Regions from separate parts of the Rattus norvegicus genome. Here region 2 is linked to region 1. A link is a contact called in public Hi-C data. All regions are on one chromosome and are shown on one strand. The core of a region is the stretch at or near the end of the contact, and the rest is flanking DNA. Distances in the headings are between cores, read along the strand shown.

The links. A called contact is a pair of places that touch in the nucleus more often than the background predicts.
Region 2: a Hi-C map of Schwann cells shows a contact between it and region 1, with 14 times the contacts expected there. The contact joins the enhancer-like site here to the promoter of Zfp608 in region 1. A contact is called at or near these places in 6 of 12 Hi-C or Micro-C datasets (the A7r5 cell line, the Rat2 cell line, Schwann cells and 3 more) and 1 of 1 datasets of contacts at active chromatin or transcription factors (oligodendrocytes).

The regions. Positions count from the first base shown.
Region 1 is chr18:50,606,918-50,610,478 of GRCr8, forward strand. Zfp608 (zinc finger protein 608) reads right to left here and starts at 1,705. Exons shown (of 10, transcript NM_001107378.2): 1 at 1,344-1,705; 2 at 1-262. The coding sequence starts at 79. LOC108348794 (a long non-coding RNA gene) reads left to right here and starts at 1,771. Exons shown (of 5, transcript XR_005496361.2): 1 at 1,771-1,863.
Region 2 is chr18:50,812,497-50,816,057 of GRCr8, forward strand. No RefSeq gene overlaps it. Among named protein-coding and RNA genes, the nearest start is that of Zfp608, 210 kb to the left of the region's middle. Within about 2 kb of position 1,970, at least 37 of the 93 cell types and tissues checked have an H3K27ac peak or open chromatin away from gene starts, as enhancers often do. A contact at or near this core is called in the A7r5 cell line and Schwann cells, where this site is marked.

The sequences.
Region 1 (3,561 bases), core at 455-2,954:
CCCAATCATCGCCACTGTCATAAGTATCAACTGTATTTGGATCCACACCTTTTCCTGCAGTCGAAACGTTCACGGACATCCTGAAGATGAGCTCTCGAGATTAAAAATCCAATGAACTTTCCTTGAGAGATGAGGGGACATTCGTTTAGCTCCTCTGGGCTTTCTTTTAAAGAAAAAAAAATTCTTCCAATTTTCCTCTTCTTTTTCCTGCCCCAAAAATGTGTCCGGGATCTCACTCCCTCCACTCTAGGTCCACCTTCTCCTGTAGAGGGGGGAAAAAGTCGAATATTTCTTGTCTGGGTATTACCGGAATAGAAAACCATTAATACTGGGGAGTGAGTAAGGGACACAAGGAAGGACAGAGAGGAGGGGGCTCATTATCGTTTTCAGAGTCCAATACCAGGTTTAAAGGAAAACTGGCAGACTTGAAAACCACCCCCCTGACAATAAACATCTTACAGTAGCTAAAACGAAAATCCCTCTAAACAGCAGGGGGATAGCCAGTTCTTTAAAAGCATTAAAATATCTCCAAGGATCTGATTCAAGCCCAGAAAGGTTTTTGTGGCTTTTTTTTTTAAGTTGAACATTTTTATTTTTTTGCCTGGCACACGTGCTATTTCAACCCCAGGAAAAGATCCTGGACATTCATACAAGAAAAACACCCTGTTCAACATCCCCTAAACATGTCCTGGGTCTTGCAATGTAAAAACAAAACAAAACATACAAAAAAACAAAAACAAAAAGAGGCCCTCAAAGTTCTCTAGGACTAGTATTCAAAATGTCACTAAGTTTTCCTTATTTCTAATTCTAATACTTCTTACAAATTGTCTAGACAACCTAGGTTTTGTTCTCCACAAGAAACAGAAAAACAACAGTAGTTCCCCTCACACACACATACCCACCACCCTCCTTCCTGAGCAGCTACACAATTCTTCATGAAATATGCACAGACCTCTTTAAGAGTATTTTTCTCAGTAAAAAGACAGTGTGAGAGGAAAGGTTAAATATCTGTCTTCTGGAGAAAAAAAGAAAAATCCATCTAAATAATTTTGCCATACCCCTGGGTCACAGAACTGCTCAGTCAGTTAAATATGGTGCTACTGTCTGTAGGGAAACTGATTAAGACGTACACTTTAAGTGATCTGCGCCAAGGTGGCCTCAGTGACCACAAATGAGTGTGTGTTTGACAAAGAGCAGTTAAAACAGTTTTTTAAAGGGATCAGTCCCCTTTTAACAGTTGATTGTCAAGAAAATAAATAAATATACAGAGAAAGACATACAGAGGCACGCAGAGAGAGAGAGAGAGAGAGAGAGAGAGAGAGAGAGAGAGAGAGAATGCTTACCTTTAAATCCTTTATCATTTTTTTAATTAGGCCCGCAAATAAAAAAAAAAAACATTTCTCAGTCCACTAGGCACACAACCGTGTGCTTCATTTTACTTAAACACCAAATGATCAAAAAGGAAGAAAGCAAGTAACACATCCCAGCCAAAATAATCACTCAGTAACATTATTCCACTTCCCCATCCCCCTTTTGGCAAAAAGCTCTGGAGTCCTTTTCTCCTTAAAAAAAAAAAAAAAAAAAAAATGTGTCACTGTGCAGCTGAGAGATGCTTCACATTCGCAACCCAAGCACCGAAGGGTGTTTTTCCTCTTAACAAGCATTCAGAATAATAGGGTGTTGAGAGAGAGGGAGAGGAGAGGGGGAGGGGAGGGGAGGGAAAGGAAGGAGGGAGAGAGAGAGAGAGAGAGAGAGAGAGAGAGAGAGAGAGAGAGAGAGAGAGAGAGAGAGAGAATTAGAGAAAAAACTTTTCCGAACTTCTCATTCCGCTTTCGGTTGCAGACTTCAGAGTCACCGTGATCAGTAAGTAATGATCTCATGTAGCAAACCTACAGGCGTCCTCTAGTAACGAGACAGAATGTGCTAACATCGGGATAAATTAGTGAAAGGGAAGAAAGAATAAGAAGAAAGGACTGAAAATCTGGGCTGGATTCCGCCTGTTAGTCGGGAAGTGGCATTTTTCCGCTCGTCCTGACATTTGATTTCTCCAACTAACTTAAGGAGGGGGTGAAAGGATGGGGAGGAGGAGGAGGAGGAAGAAAGGGTGGGATGAGGCGCTGGGCTGGAGGAGAAAAAGAAAGGTGTGGAGGAGGAGGGAGCAGACTGTGCAGGGAGCTGATAAACCAGTTAGAGCAGCTTTCGCCCGGGGCGGGGGGCGGTGGAGCGGGGAAAATAACGGCGTCTAAAAGGGGCTGCCTTGGAAACCTGAAGGATGTGATGTTTTCCTGTTTTATGTTGTTTTTGAGAAAAAAAGAACCGAGTTCTTAGAATAGTCCCCGAGGAGGGGTTAAAATCCTCCGCCGCGCAAGCCGATCTGTCATGTGGTAATTCGATAATTAGAGTCAAAAAGGTTTTTTTTTTTTTTAAGGCGACCTTTCTCCAGGACAATTTCTCTTTCTCTACACGCAGCAAACAGTGCGTCTCTATTTTTTTTTTCCTCCTCTCTCCACCTCTCGCCCACCCCCTCCTGTGTTTAGTCAGATGGCCTCGGAGCTTGGCTTAGTATTTTTAATTAGCTGGCGTTTGGAAGCTAAAAGCAGTAATGAATTGTTGATGGATTGGAAGTGGAGAGTCGCTTTGCTGGAAATGTCGGGGCTGGGAGAGGGGGATGGGCGCGTTAGCAACACCAACCATCTAAAAGGAGCGGTTTTGTTACAGTGCAAGCCTTTCACATCACGTGAGGATCAAGGGCTCAATTGGTTGTCGTGAGAACAAAAATGGTGACAAGCGTATCAAGAAAATACTGATCTGGTCTTTTAAAAAAAAAAAAGCTGAAGGTTTCTCCCTTCCCCCTGCAACCCCCTCTCCCCCCGCACGCCCTACAGTGGGCGAAGCTACAAGTTATGAATGTGAAACATTTCTCAGCCATCTCGGAAGTTCGGAAGGAGGGAAATGTAATGGCCACAAGAGCAAAGCAGATGTTTTAAAGAAACAGCTTATAAACCTTTCCTCAACTGATCTCCAATTTGTCGGCTTTCCCAAGGGGCCAAAGCGGAGGACGCCTGGGGGGAGGGCAGAGTACCTCGGAGCTGCTGGGATTTTAGGAAACACCCCCCCACCATGTATTAAACAAAGAAAAACATTTTGCTAGCTCCCAAACAGGGACTTGTAATAAACACACCATTGTTACTATTTGTGGGTTTGTTTGGGTTGGGTGGGGCTCCCCCCCACACACACACCTTCTCTTAATGTTTTTTTTTCTTCTTGCCCCCCCCCCTTTTTTAAGAAGGTGGAAAATGGTAGTTACAGTCATTACATGTAATGGATGAATATTCCCTAGTTTACTATTAAATTACTGAGCAGGGGGATGTGACAGGAGAGAAATCAGCTTGTTCTACCCGGGTTCCCATTTGCCTGGCTCGGTCTGGGCGGGGGTCAGCTCAGCTCCGGTAGAAGAGGAAAGGAGGGGGAAGGTGCGCAGGAGACCTGACAGGGAGGACCAGGGTGTGTAACTGAATCACTCTTAGTCTCCTTTGGGTTAGAGCCCAAAAGGTAATTTAC
Region 2 (3,561 bases), core at 720-3,219, 210 kb after region 1:
CAACAACCTCCCAGGAAAACCTTTCGCCCCAGCCCTCACTTCTGTCTTCTCGCCTCTCATTTCTCATTCCTTATAATATCTGGACACTGCTAGAAGCCTACCATCATACAACAAGGAGTTTGAGATGACGGGAGTGAGAAAATGGATTCCCAGAAAATGACTCTTCTCCTCCTGGCCCAGACAGGACAGGGTGTGAGTTACTGGAGGAGTTGGGTGATTAAAAAAACTTTCCCTGTGGCTAGAATGTTTGTTTAGAAAGCAAGGAGAATTATCAGATAAACCCCTTAACCTGCTTGTGACTCTTGTAATGTAAACGGTACAAGCAATAAAGTGGCCAGCTGACGGCCTCTTACAGGACCGATCAAGCCAAGTGATTCCTTTTATATTCATTTACACAAGAAAGCAAACCTTTCTTTCCCAGTTCCTGACACACACTGCCTCAGCACAGCCTGTCAATTGTTTATTGGGTTGAGGAGAATGCCAGGGGTGGGAGGTGCCAGCCTCAGTCTCTGTTTTCCCTGGAAGCTTCTTAGGAAGCCATCTCAGCTTTTAAATGTGGCAAAACTCCTGTTGGGATTTACATAGAAGGAAGAATTGATTCTCTCTGGGTCATAAGAATTTCTGTATCTCCTCATTATTATTCCAAAAATGATTTTGCCTTCTCTTTACCCGGGAGGACTTGACTCAAACTGTATTTAATTTTTAAGTGGGCATACAGAATAATGCAAAACAAAACAAGTGCTTTACAGCAAGAACAAAAGCGCACAGACCCACAGACCCAATACCCTATCTTATTTGAAATTCCTGGAAGCATTCTAGGAAATGAGGTGGTGAATGTTAGTTGCAGACAAGGAAAGTGGGGGCAAAGGGAGGGAGGGAGGTGTTGGGGGAGGTAGAGAGAGTGGGGAAGGGACGGAAGGAGAGAGAAAGAGACAGAGACAGATAGAGATTTGTTAGGTAATTTTTGAGAGGCAGATACACTTCCAGGATATATTTTTTTTTTCTTGGGGGGGGGGATACTTTTTTTCCTCGCTTTTCATCTCCTTCACACACTGGCCGAGGCAAACAAGGTGAACAGATGTGCTCAAAGAATTAACTCTGGCCCAGGGAACATGGGGAGGAAATATTTCCTTTGAAATAGCCACCTTTAAATTCCATTAGTTCAATCTGATAGAGAGGGATCTGGGCAAGGAAATGATTTAAGCAGCCAGGCTGTTTGTCCAGACACGGAGCCCTTTTGTCATATGAAAAACCTGAAGACAAATTGAATATTTCTCCCATAAACTGGCAAGAGTTTAACATCCTGGCTTGAAGGAGACAACCACATTTGTTTTACTGTTAATAAATTCACCTAAGTAAGGATTTTTCTTTCGCCACTAAGTCCCCTGCCCCCTCCCCACTCGTTCAGAACAGCTCCACAGTCGCCACGTCTGTGTAAAACCAACTCTCCCCACGGAAAAAGCTGCATAACCAGTCAAAGAACAAGGCTGTGGGATTAGCACATTATGAAGAATAAAGAGAGGCCTTCAGCTTGCTGTCATGTGCGATATTTATCACATTCTTCATGACTGGCTCTAATAACAGCACCGAGATAGAACAAGCTTGATGAATTTTACAAGCACAAGTCTAAGGAATCCAGGAGACCAAACCCACTTCACTTGCAGATTTTATTAGTCTTTAAAAAAAAAAGTATGTGTGTGTGTGTGTGTGTGTGTGTGTGTGTGTGTAGGGGTGGGGGGCCTATTGCTACAAAAGTAGGCTTGGATTTTGTCTGTTATGCTAATGTATTCATAGAAGAAGCTGGTGCTGAAGGCGGGTCTCCAATTAAGACAAATGAGTCACATTGAATTTCTCCCCCAGGGCACAGCAGGGGTGCTGGCAAAATCTACTTTATTCTTTGCTGTCAGGACTGAACTCGAAACAAAAGCATGAAAATTCAACACATCCACTTACAGAATAATAAAGGCTGTTGTTTAAAGCGTGAAGAGTTTTGGCACCCTTCTGGGGCCGGCTGCAGATCGTTCTTCCTCTCTATGGCTAGCACGCCATCGCTCTTGGAAATTAAAGATGTACTTGGTCGGTTAACAGCTGAGAGGAAAGCAGCCTGAAACTCAATTAGATTTTGTATTAAGCAAATAAATCAGGACTGACTGATATTGGCTAAACGAAAATGCATTACGGGCTGACAGTAATTCTAATTTGATTGACAAATATACGTGTTGTGTTATTAAGCTAAATGAATGATAAGAATCCTTTTCTTTTTTTTTTTAAGTTTGAGAATTTTGTTCTAGCAAACAATTCTTCTCTTTGAACTTGGGAGGAACAGAAAACAGACCCCATCTACCACTTGGTATTGCTTCTCTTCTGCCCTGGAACACAAGGAATCTGTTTTCTGTTCCTGGCAAAGAGTTGGAGACAAAATGAGTTTGCTGAAAGTCATTTGTTTTCATCCAGCTAGAGTTAGGGCAAGGTAACTTACTAATCGGCACACTATTTGCCTGCCGGAATGGAGCACAGCCAAGACACCTTTTATTAGTCACTTGGAAAGCAGGGAGCTGCACAGGCCTCCTTGTGTCTTCAGGGCTCTGAGGCACACAGAGCTTTTCTGCATGAGAGCACTTTGAGGTTCAAGTTTAAGAATGAAGATTTCAACCAAATTTTCTAAAGCCTTGTGGCAGGTGTGTGTGTGTGTGTGTGTGCGTGTGTGTGTGTGTGTGTGTGTGTGTGTGTGTGTGTGTGTTTGTGTTTGAGAGAGAGAGAGAGACAGAGACATGCAGAGACACACAGAGAGAAAGAGACAGAGTAGGATTTATAAAGACAGGGTGGGGTGTGTAAAGACAGGGTGAGGTATGTAAAGACAGGGTGGTGTGTGTGTGTGTGTGTGTGTGTGTGTGTGTGCTTGTGTGTGTGAGAGAGAGAAAGACAGACACAGAGAGACAGAGAGAGAAATGATGGTGTGTGTATGTGTGTGTGTGTTTGTGTGTGTGTGTGTGTGTGCATGTGCACATGTGTATGTGTATGTTTAAACTACTACTTCAAAGTGCAAAGGTGCTATTGTGTAGTGGATAAGCAAGAGTAGAGTTTGGAGAGTTTGTTATGTTATATAATGTATTTTTTTTTCTTTGTTGTTAACATTTCCAACCTAATATGGAGAACAGGAGAGGGAATCTGGTCAGGCAGTTCAGGGCAGGGATGTTGAAGGCAGCAGATCTGCCTCTCCTCTTGTTTTTGTTAGACGTTGGAAATATTCTTGGTTCTGTCCTGCCCAGAGAGACTGCACTACCTACTCTGGCTTCTTGCCCCCTTCCTTTTCTTTTCTCACCACCCAGAGCTGCTCCCCTGCACGAAAGATATAGCAGAGGCATCACTGCACCCAAGAAGTCAGCAGAGCCCTTATGGATAGGCTGACTAGACTGACTCAGCTCTCTGTGCCTCAGCCCAGATTCTGCCTTAAGCCCTTTAGAAAGTCCAGAATCAGACAGTTAGATGGCAACCCTTCTATCGGGCCCGCCCTTGCTATGCAGGAGCTCTGTTTTGCTTGATTTCTCTTAAGCTCTCTTC